2 separate regions of the Sus scrofa genome follow, and region 2 is linked to region 1. The links are chromatin contacts, called in public HiChIP or PLAC-seq maps. All regions are on one chromosome and are shown on one strand. Each heading gives the region's core, a stretch centred on a gene start, on an enhancer-like site or on the middle of the called end of the contact. The rest is flanking DNA. Distances are from core to core; before and after follow the strand shown. Region 1 holds the start of LSMEM1 (leucine-rich single-pass membrane protein 1). Region 2 holds the start of ZNF277 (zinc finger protein 277).

Region 1 (5,293 bases), core at 922-3,421:
CAGAATTCAGTAACACCGGCTTCTCCAACACGGCTGGTTGTTCCCAGATGCCCTCATATGGAGATGCCAAAGATAGCAACAACTGGGCATCAAACAGCTGTGGGTCCAGGGTTCCAGGGCCATGTGATCTTGAATCCATTTGCTCACAGGGTCATTTGCAGGATCTTAGTGGCCATGAACCACACTCAGCTCATTTTTCTCTGCTGGCTCTTTTCCATTTGCCTGCTGCACTTAATTTCAAATGCATTTTGAAATAGCATCTATTTATGTTGTGACTTTACCCAAATGAAGAAATTTCCTTTTGGAGCTCACTCTAAGTTGTTATCTTAGCGCTCTTGAATTCGATGCTGCATTGAATCGCCTTTTGAGTTTGCGGCAAGGCCAGTGGTAACCTGGAGATTTTATTAGTTTTTTTGTGGCTGTAATTTTCTAGCTAGCCGTCCACTTTGTAAACCATGGTTAAGCCTCCGTATGAAATTTAAGCAAGAGTAATTGCATTCCTGCAGGGGAAGGCAAGGCTCAAGGATGTCAAGTGAGAGATGCCAAAATGAACCATGTGTCAGCCACCAAGCCTAAAATAGAAGCCGTGTTTGGAACGATGATCCTCTGATGTGACACAACCGTTATGCCTCATCAAATGTTAGTGTTTGCGATGATAAAGTGTAAAGAGAAGACAAAATAGAAAACATTTCTCGAAGGATAGTTTAGAAATCTGTGACCATACATCAGTCAACACTTTGGGTTTTATCTGTAAGAGAATTTGATGGGTTTCTAAGGCCCCTCTGCTCTTCTTTTTATTTTAATCACTTAAAGTCAGTCCCTTAGGAATGCTCCCTGAAGTATATTTGGAATTAGGTAATATCAATGTCTGAAGTGCTTCAGTAGTATCTCATCAAAAATACTCAGGGGGTGATGTGTTCTTGTTAATTAAAATTTCTGAAGAACTGAAACACCCTTTAAAATTTTTTTTTTAACTTTGAAAAAAATTAACTAGTTCATTACTTTTTGAACTCACATTTTCTTAGGGTTCTGGAAGCATATTTTTTACACATGCTAGTAGGTTTTAGGTTTTACTGGGAAATTGCTGAGTTTCAAGATTTTATTTGTTTGTTTGTTTATTTATTGTCTTTTTAGGGCTGCACCCATGGCATATGGAAGTTCCCAGGCTAGGGGCTGAATGGGAACTGTAGCTGTCAGTCTACACCACAGCCACAGCAACTCGGGATCCCAGTCCTGATTTCGACCTATACCACAGCTCACTGCAACACTGGATCCTTAACCCACTGAACAAGACCCGGAATCGAACCTGCGTCCTCATGGATGCTAGTCAGATTCGTTAACTGCTTAGCCACAATGGGAACTCCTGAGTTTTAATATTTTAGAGTGCAGTTTAGTCTGTTTAGTAAATGGCTGATTTTTTTTTTTTCAGATCTTCTATAGGTGTTCTTATTTTTTTATTTCTGTATTTGGTTTCTCCTAACTCTGGTCATATTTCTGTTTATTCTGTAGCTGTGTATTAAAGGAAATTTTAAAAATGTTAAAGGAAGTAAATAAATAGTGTGTTGTCACATTAAAGGCAGGTATGAAGTTTATTACATTGCTTTTACTAAGATCTAGATATCACATGAGGCTCTTTACCTCAATTTTATTTGTCAGTGTACTATTAACTGCCTCCAATTCTTTTGGAAATAGGAAGATTTAAACCCTAAATAAAATATTTTATGTGTTCCACCTTAACATAAGTCACTGGCTTCTAGACCTTTATACTGCACAAAAGTACAGTTTTGTATTAAAGCCTCATCAGTTAGAACGGTTCTCAGTAATATTTTCTCCCCTCAGCATCTTTATGGCCACAGGCTGCCTCACTTAATTTTGTCTTTCTGGGTGTTTATGCATAGTCGTCTTGCACACAAGATTTGAGGCATCTCACTAGCGTATGAACAATGTGATAAAAGAGAAATATTGAAAAGTCAATTACAAAATTAAAAAAGAGACCCAAGGGAAATATAGGCAGAAGTGAGAAATCTGAAGAGGAAAGCACATATGCATGTAAGCAGAGTATTAAAGCATTAAAATGGGGCCCACGGCAGACGCTGAGCTTCCTGGCAAGCAAAGCAAAAACAAGAGTTGCCCCCACAAGGGAGTATTTTCTTTTGGACAAGCAAAGCTTTTCTGGCCCTTCATTGGGAAGTAATTCGTGTGGGTGGTTCTTCAAGTGCCTGCCCAGCTTCCTGTGGGCTGTGATCCTGGCCAAGTCCAGCTCCCCAGCCCAGCGTCCTGCGTTTAAGGTCCGCGTTTTCTTCCGGGGACAATGAATCGTTCTTCCCAGGACACCGGCTCTCGCGGCCTTCCTGAAGAAAGAAAGCTTTACGTTGTGGATTCCATAAATGACCTAAACAGACTAAACCTCTGTCCTGCCGGATCGCAGCATCTGTTCCGTACGTGAGCCCTCCCAGGCTTGGCGGCCCGTCCTGGCTTCTAGGCCACCTAAAAATAGCCACCGTCCAGCCAGACCTGTGGGCGTGGTGGGGGCTGGGTGGGCATTAGGACGGCTCCGCGTTAGAAATGCTGTTTCGTATTAGGCAATTTGTGCTTTTGTTTTCTGAATGCTTGCCAGGCTTATGGGCTTTCTTGGCTCTTGGCAAGATTTGAACTCTTGTCTGCAAAAGTCCCGAAAAGTCCCTGTGGCCTTTCTCCCCCTGGAAAGGGGTGGAGGCTCCCGAGATGGGCCCCCAGAGGCTCACTCATCCTCCTGGCTGCTTTCGTGCCTTCTAGTGACCACAGGCAGGTCACCTGTGGTGCCCGCTTTCCTAGAGAGGTCTTACTCGGAGCGGATTGCTGAGAAAATGTTCCACGCGTTTACCTAGTTTTTGAAAAAATCATTAGTTTTTTGGGCAAAAGAGTCAACTTTTTTTTTTTTTTTTAATTCGAAGATTGCCCCAATTAAAGTATTAGAAAAAAGAGGGGGAGACTAAAATGAAAATCTGTTAAGTACCAAATAACTTAATGTGGGAGTTCCCTTGTGGCTTAGTGTTTAAAGATTTAGCATTGTCACTGCTGTGGCTCAAGTTTGATCTCTGGAATGCTTGCATGCTGTGGGCGTGCTCCCGCCCCCCCAAAACCCAACAAACTATAAATGTATGTCTTGTCCCTTAAGTATTACAAATGAGTTCTAAGATTATTAGAACCCCATCTTTTCTAGCTTCAGTGCTGACTTTCCAGCACAGGTGATAAATGCCCCCTTGGTTTGTTTCGCGTACACTCTTAAACTCTTACTCTCTCAATTTATATCTATTATTCCCCTTCTAAATAATTTTTTTTTTTGGTCTTTTTGTCTTTTCTAGGGCTGCACCAGAGGTATATGGAGGTTCCCAGGCTTGGGGTCCAATCAGAATTATAGCTGCCGGCCTATGCCACAGCCACAGCAACTCGGGATCCGAGCCGCGTCTGGGACCTACACTGGATCTTTAACCCACTAAGCGAGGCTGGGGATCAAACCTGCAACCTCATGGTTCCTAGTTGGATTCGTTAACCACTGAGCCACGATGGGAACTCCCTAAATCTTTTTTGAATTCTTGTTTTTCTCTTCATTTTGATTTGTTCAGACTTTCGCTTGTTTTCACTGCAGTCGGTCTCAATAAGCATAGGGGTTTGGGTGCTGGCCTGTGCCAAGGCTTTGATTAGGAAGCAAAGGCTGTGGAGGCTGTGACATAAGATGCCCCTGAAAAGTGTGGGACCTACACCACCCATCTGTCCATAATCAAGTAGCAGAGGCTGTGGGCTGATATAAAGTAGGAGAGAATATGGAAGGTAATCCAGTTTCTGTATCTCTTTTTCAATTTAATTTGGGTATTATTAGGCAAATAGGTCTTACAAAATGGTGACCAAGTGCAGACAATTCATGGTTTGGGTGAACCGAACTGGTTTATACGCTTGGTTGCCTTCTCAGTTCAGCTGCACAACATTTAAGAAAACCTTGCTTTCCGAGCGTGTCCATCCTGAAAACAGTTTTAAGAAACCAAAGTATATCAGGGTATTTTGTTATTGTTATTTAAATGAATGTAGGCATTACAGGTTATTTTATTTCTTTTCTTTCCTTGGCTGCTGCATCTGCCGCATATGGAAGTTCCCACGCGAGGAGTCACATTGGAGCCGCAGTTGCTGGCCTACATCACAGCCACGGTCACGGCAGTGCTGGATCCATGACCCACTGAGCAAGGCCAGGGATCGAACCCACATCCTCATGGACACTCTGTCGGGTTCTTAACCTGCCAAGCCACAACAGCAACTCCCCATAATAGGTTATTTTTTTTAATAGGAAACAAAGTTTTCTGGGAGATATCTCAGCGCCTTCAGCATGTCACCTGGAGTAAGTGGCCCACAGCCAGCTTTGTGTAACTCCTGGATCATTTTGGGAAAAGGGCAATAGCGCCTCCATCACCTTGACCTTTCTTTATCCCCCTCACCCACCTTCCAAAAGAACAATCCATGTCCTGCTACGTCAGTTGTTAACATGATCTGCAAAGAATTTTCCCAGTAGGGGTTAAGGAGACAACTGGACTCGGCTTGTTCTTTGAATACTAATAGAGAAGAGCATGAAAAATTCTCAAAGACCACCCGGCCCAAAGACATTCCTAAAACAAGTCTCTTTCTAGAGTGATCAGAGGGCAAAATGGACATATCTCTCACGCATGCCTCTAATGCTGGGGACTGTTCAGTTCCCTGTGAAGCTGTCTGCTGAGGAGTTTTTGTCTTTGTTGCTGTTTGTTTTTGCCTTAGCTCTGGAGGAGAAAATCCCAGCCGACAGCAGTAACTCAGGAAATGGAAGCCACGGGCTGTTTTTGGTGGGGCTGATAATTGTGCTGATTGTCAGCCTGGCGCTGGTTTCCTTCGTGATATTCCTAATAGGTAAGTCCCTTGGAGATGTTTCTCATCACGGCCGTGCCCTTCGTAGCTGGTGTTTGACTTTGCTCCTGCAACAAGGCAAGGCTTCTTGGCATCAGGGCTCACACTGAAGGACAGGGGAGTGCCAACACACGCCCAGGATACCCTGCTGCTCTGGGACAGGTTGCAGACAAGCCCACAGTGCCAGAAGATCACAAATGGGGGCTTTAAACACTTTTGTTTTTCTTTTTAGGGCTGTACCTGTGGCATATGGAAGTTCCCAGGCCAGGAGTAAAATCGGAGCTGCAGCTTCCAGCCTATGCCACAGCCACGGCAACGCTGGATTCAAGCTGCATCCTTGACCGATGCCCTGGTAAGTGAGGCAATAAAAAGAAAAAGAAAAAAACAG
Region 2 (5,293 bases), core at 1,593-4,092, 230 kb before region 1:
TAGGCAGCTACAAATAGTGCTCGCTATGGTGAGAAATAAAGTCCACACATAAATATTCTAGCAAAATTTTCACTACACACACACCTAACAGATGGATTCTAAAAAACAGCTAAGCATTCCATAAGCCAAATGTTCAAAAATTAATAAAAGATGATTAACTTCATATACTATAATTACATGTTATAATGTAATATAGTAAAAGATGACACACACAGTGCTCTATGTGTGATATTGTATAAATGAGCACAATGGACCCCTCTCTGCTCTCATCTCACTAAACCTCCTTTTCCCAAGTGTGTGCTCACCCTTCTACCTCCTCCAACCTCCTCTGCAACCAAATCACAACCACCCAAAGGCGAGGTGTCGGCTGCAGCCCAAAACATTTGACTGATAACATCCGGTTTGCCATTCCAGGAAATCCCACAGTGTGTCTTAAGCCTCTGCCCACAGCTTGCAAAGAAAGGCGAGAGAAGAACTAATCAATACAAGCACCCCAGCTGTGACCTGGCACATAAAGAAATCAAGAAAATAAATCCCCTCCATAATCTGTATAATTTAACACTTGGAAGAAAGCAACATCTGGGATGAACTCCAAACGGGACAGTGTTGCTTGATGTCTGTGCTTCCTGCACTGGATGTTAAGCCTGGTGACAAGGGAACTCGGTTCCTCACCAGTTCAGCTAAGGCAATGTCTCTCCCATGCAAGGGCTAATCTATCCCAAAAAGGGGGCGAGTGAAGAGAAGGAAATGTCTATGCTTTGCCAGTACAGTGCCTGGCAAAGACTCCCCTTAACGCTTCAAAGACAGGGAAAGCTGGAACCCCCTCCCAAAGATGGGTCCTGGACAAACTATTGTCTTGCCAACCAGTCAAAATCCAGAATGAAAGCTAATGTAATATAGGAGATTGACTTTGTTTAATTACACAGTCCTTTCAGAGGACTCCAAAATCCTATCCCTTGGCTAAGTTGAAAAAAAATAATAATAATCTTATGACTATGACTCCCTGGAAAGGCTTTCCAGATTTTTTAAATCATAGAAAAATGAATTTAGAACATAAGCAGATACCTACACATTATCTAAGTCACTAGATCTATACTCAATTTATTTAAAAAAAAAAGTCCACCAATCAGCAGGACAGGGCATTATAGGAAATAAAGATTGTTAGTAAAATCCATAACGCTTTCTCTCTGTTAAATCTTTTGAGAGGTTATAATTGCATTTGGCTGCTACAAGCTTGTCAGAGAGCCTGGCTTCTTAATAGTCACTACCCTAAAAGGAGTAACTGTCAAGGGGCGACCCAGCTGAAATCAAACAACAAAAACGGGAACTGTAATCGGCCTGAAATGGGAGGAGGGAAAGGAAGGGAGACTCCTGTATTCATCCGTCAACATTAATGTCCTTTGTTGTTCACCTTTGCACAGAACGGCGAGCGTTACCCTGTTCCTTCTCCTCCAAACACCAGTGTCAGGGTAGTCCTTCCCCAAAAGCCGTCTCCGTGCCTCTAAGACCCAAGCTTTCCGATTCCCTCTCCCCATTATCGCTCCACAGCTGTCCTCCATCACCACCCCCACCGGCTCACCCCGGGCAGAGAGGGTGATCAGAAGTAAAAACATTGCTGAAATACCGGTTCCCCTCCAAAGACCAAAGAGCAGAGCGACGCAGATGTTGAAATTTACCAATCCCCCCCGCCCGTCAACACACACACAGGGTAACCCGGGATGAGAGTCCCCGGCCGGACTCTGTCTGACCGTCTCTTTTGAGGACGGTGCCACATTCCGCACTCTGGGAATGCTGAAGGGAGGCAGAGGGAAGGTTCTGCGCCTCCCTTCTGTTTTGGGGCTGTTCACTTAGCGCGATTGTTGTTGTCTCCCTCTCCACCCGGGAAATCGTTACAGCCCTTGCCGCCTTGGGGAAAGGTAGCAGCTGGAGAGGAACGCGGTTCGCTCTCCTCTTGCAACTTGACACACACACGCCCCGTCGCCACTACAAACTCCGCAGGCAGAGCCTGCAGCGGGCGGGCTGGTCGCGCGCTCCCCCCAGCCGCTGCCCGGAGCGCCCATCAGACGCTGAGCGGCGAGACCCCAGAGCGCACCCCTCTGCCCGGAGCTGGCTGGGTAAAGCCCCGAACCCGCAGCGCGATGCCAGGATGAGGCATTTCCAGCCGGGAGAAGAGAGAGTCGCCAGGGCAAGGACGCGAAATACGCACCCGCTCCGGCCAGAGCGGAATAAAAAGTTCGCCCCGCGGAGACTCACCCACGCCGTATTTCTCGTGCTCTGTAGGTATCCACATGGCTAAAGAGGGGTTCGGGGTCTTCGGGCTTTGTAATCCCCTCACCCCTTCTCCAGCTCACAACAATGCACAGCTCCGGAGTAGCGTCTGCAGCGCTGGAGCCCGGCGGCTCCGCGCGGGCTGCGGGCGCTGGGCAGGGTCTGCACTGGAAGCTCGCGAGTCCGAGGTTGACACCGCGCGGCCGAGGCTGCGCCGCCCGCCGCTCTCCAGGCGGCGGCTGCTCACAGTCCTCCGACGCGCTCCCGGGAACCCAGCGGCGCAGTCATTGTTCTGATTCACTGAACTAAGCGAACACGCCGGGGCACTCTCGGGCGCACCCCCGCCCGCCAGCGCCTCTTCCAGCCCTCCCTGCCCAGAGCCTGCGCAGCACACTGGGAATTGTAGTTCTGGGTCTCTCCATCCCGGAAGGGGGCGTGGCACTAGCATGTAGGGCGGGGTTATGTTCTGATCGTCACGTCCTATTGGCCCAGAACGTGACGGCACGGCGTGGGAGTGGAGGAAACGCCGCGTCGATGGGGACTTCGTTTCTAGGCGCGTTTCCATTGGTTGCGCTCCTGCCCGTGACCCTCCCTTTTTTCTTCAGCCGCGTAATGGCTGCTCCCAAGACCCAGGGGGCTGCTCCCCAAAAGGAGGAAGACGGTGATGGCAGCAGCGGCGGAGCCGGAGTTTTCACTTATGAGGGTGAGTACAGTACCTCTGAGGTGCAAGTGGTTTATTTTCCTTTTTCTCCCACCTAGAGTGCAGCTGACTGCGGGGCGGACCCCAGCTCTAAGGCCACCTGGGGGCGCGAAGGGGCCACATGAGGGGCCCCGAGGGACATGGTGGGGTGGGCGGCGGCAACTTGAAGGGGTCTTTCTGAGAAGGAAGAGAAAATGGGATGGAATGGCTTTTCCGAAGCCAAGGAAGTTCTCTGAGCGTTTATCCTGCCTTTGGAGCTCGCACCTTTGCGCTCTCTGCCGAGTGAGTGGGCGTGGGTCAGGTCAGGTTCCGGCCTGTGTGCTGTTAACTCTGGGATTAGCAGCGTTTTCTTCGCCAGTACCCTACCCCCGCTTCGATTTGCTTGCTTTGGCCTCTGAAGATAAGTTTTATTTGGGTTCGGGCGGATTTCCAGTTGCAGACTGGTCGCTGCCTTGCACGCCCCAGATTTTCTCAGTGGCTGGCTCGTGCAGCCTCTGAAGGGAGAGTGTGTGGCTCTCAGAGCTTCTCCCGTTGCTCATTGACTGCCCTTGGCATTCTCCGGGATTGGTGGAGCTGGGTCCTTGGAGCAAGAGGAAAGAAGCGGCAATTGGCTCTCGTGGCTTGAGAGAAAATCTTCACAGCTTCTTTGGCTTTACCTAACTTTCAAGTTGTCCTTTTATCCGGTGCAGAGGGCAAAAAAATCAAACTTTGAAAGCTGCTGGGGGATTATCTTTAGAATTCCTAGCCCAATTCTTTTACCTTTAATCTATATATTTATCCCCCACCTGACTCCCTTCTTTTTTGATTTGATATGTAACTTAACACAGCTAGTTGTCTTTTTCTAATGGACATGGTTTGGAGCTTCATTTTAGTTCTCCATCCTTATTGCGGTTTTGTAAAATTTCTTTCTTTGCTTTTGCATTCGTGGTTAAATTGACATTTTTGTCTTAGCACACAGACTGTGCTATGTCTTCCCACTTCCCATCCTAGTGGAACCTCCTACCTCTGAAATTATTTCAGCACTTCTGCCAAAGAAATCTTTGGTAAGCTCCGTACTTAAATATTGAGTTATATCCACATCCTAAACAATTCATTCCAGGGTTGGCCATATAGTCAGATCTTATCTAACAGTAACATACTCTTAAGGTTTTCCAGCTTCTCAAAATTCCAGAGGGTTACGTGTTTGAACATTTGAAGGTGGAATCCTTTGTAAATTGATCTCATAGATTAACTCATAAAGAAGAAAATGGTGTGCCTTTCAAAAACATTGTAAAACTTTTAAATATCATTACTTGTTTTTAAATTATAAAACTTTTCATTATAAACTGTTCAAACTGTTCAGAAATGTGTATGGTAAAAAACTGCAACATTTCAAAGTTTCCCCATCACACACAGTCCCATTCCCAAAGTAACAACTTTTACAGGTTTGGTGTGTGTTCTAATATATGGCTGTGTGACACACATCTGTATAGTTTTGGGGGTTTTTTTTAAATAAAAAGGGCTCATTCCGTGTAAGCATAAAGATCTGTCACCTTCTTTCTCACAATGATCTGTTAGAGACATTCTTCTACATCAGTACATTTATTGATTCATTCTTTTCAAGGACTATGCCCGTAGTATTCCATAGTATGGACATACCCTACTTCAGCTTTTCCTCTGTTAATGAACGTATACTGTAGCTTTAGTTTTTCAGTAATGTAGCGAACAACTTCACATACATGCTTGTTCACCAGGTGTGTATTTCTTGAGGAATTGGGTCAAAGATGACACACATTTAAAATTGTGGTAGATATCAGATTTTCCTCTTAAAGAGTGTATATAAACATTCCTACCAGTAGTCATATGAATATTCTTTTCTCCATATACTTACCAAACTGTGATGACCAGCATTAATTCAGGATGAATTTTTAGATAACTATTAGATTGAATTGAGTAACTGATAGGAAGCGTAATTTTAGGTTCCAATTTTACAACGAAGATATTGAGCAGCAGAACTGCCTAGTAGTCTCACTGATTTGTAGCAGTCAATGGAAGTTTAATGGTTGATTTTTATGTTGTTTTTATATGTGTTAAGGTTGTCATTAAAAATTCTCTTCAGAGTTCCCGTTGTGGCGCAGCGGAAACGAATCTGACTAGTAACCATGAGGTTGCGGGTTCGATCCCTGGCCTTGCTCAGTGGGTTAGGGATCTGGCATTGCCATGAGCTGTGGTGTAGGTTGCAGACGTGGCTCGGACCCTGCGTTGCTGTGGCTCTGGTGTAGGCCGGCAGCATGGCTCTGATTCAGTGCCTAGCCTGGGAACCTCCATATGCCATATGCTGTGGGT

The links. HiChIP or PLAC-seq counts read pairs in DNA pulled down with a chosen protein or histone mark.
Region 2: an H3K27ac HiChIP or PLAC-seq map of skeletal muscle shows a contact between it and region 1. The contact joins the promoter of ZNF277 here to the promoter of LSMEM1 in region 1. A contact is called at or near these places in 1 of 47 Hi-C or Micro-C datasets (skeletal muscle) and 1 of 2 datasets of contacts at active chromatin or transcription factors (skeletal muscle).

The regions. Positions count from the first base shown.
Region 1 is chr18:33,187,788-33,193,080 of Sscrofa11.1, reverse strand. LSMEM1 (leucine-rich single-pass membrane protein 1) reads left to right here and starts at 2,171. Exons shown (of 3, transcript XM_003134769.5): 1 at 2,171-2,438; 2 at 4,780-4,908. The coding sequence starts at 2,312. LOC106506809 (a long non-coding RNA gene) reads right to left here and starts at 1,167. Exons shown (of 3, transcript XR_002340212.1): 1 at 1-1,167.
Region 2 is chr18:33,420,564-33,425,856 of Sscrofa11.1, reverse strand. ZNF277 (zinc finger protein 277) reads left to right here and starts at 2,842. Exons shown (of 12, transcript XM_021079287.1): 1 at 2,842-2,971. It overlaps DOCK4 (dedicator of cytokinesis protein 4), which reads right to left and starts at 2,658. Exons shown (of 54, transcript XM_021079277.1): 1 at 2,254-2,658. The coding sequence starts at 2,290.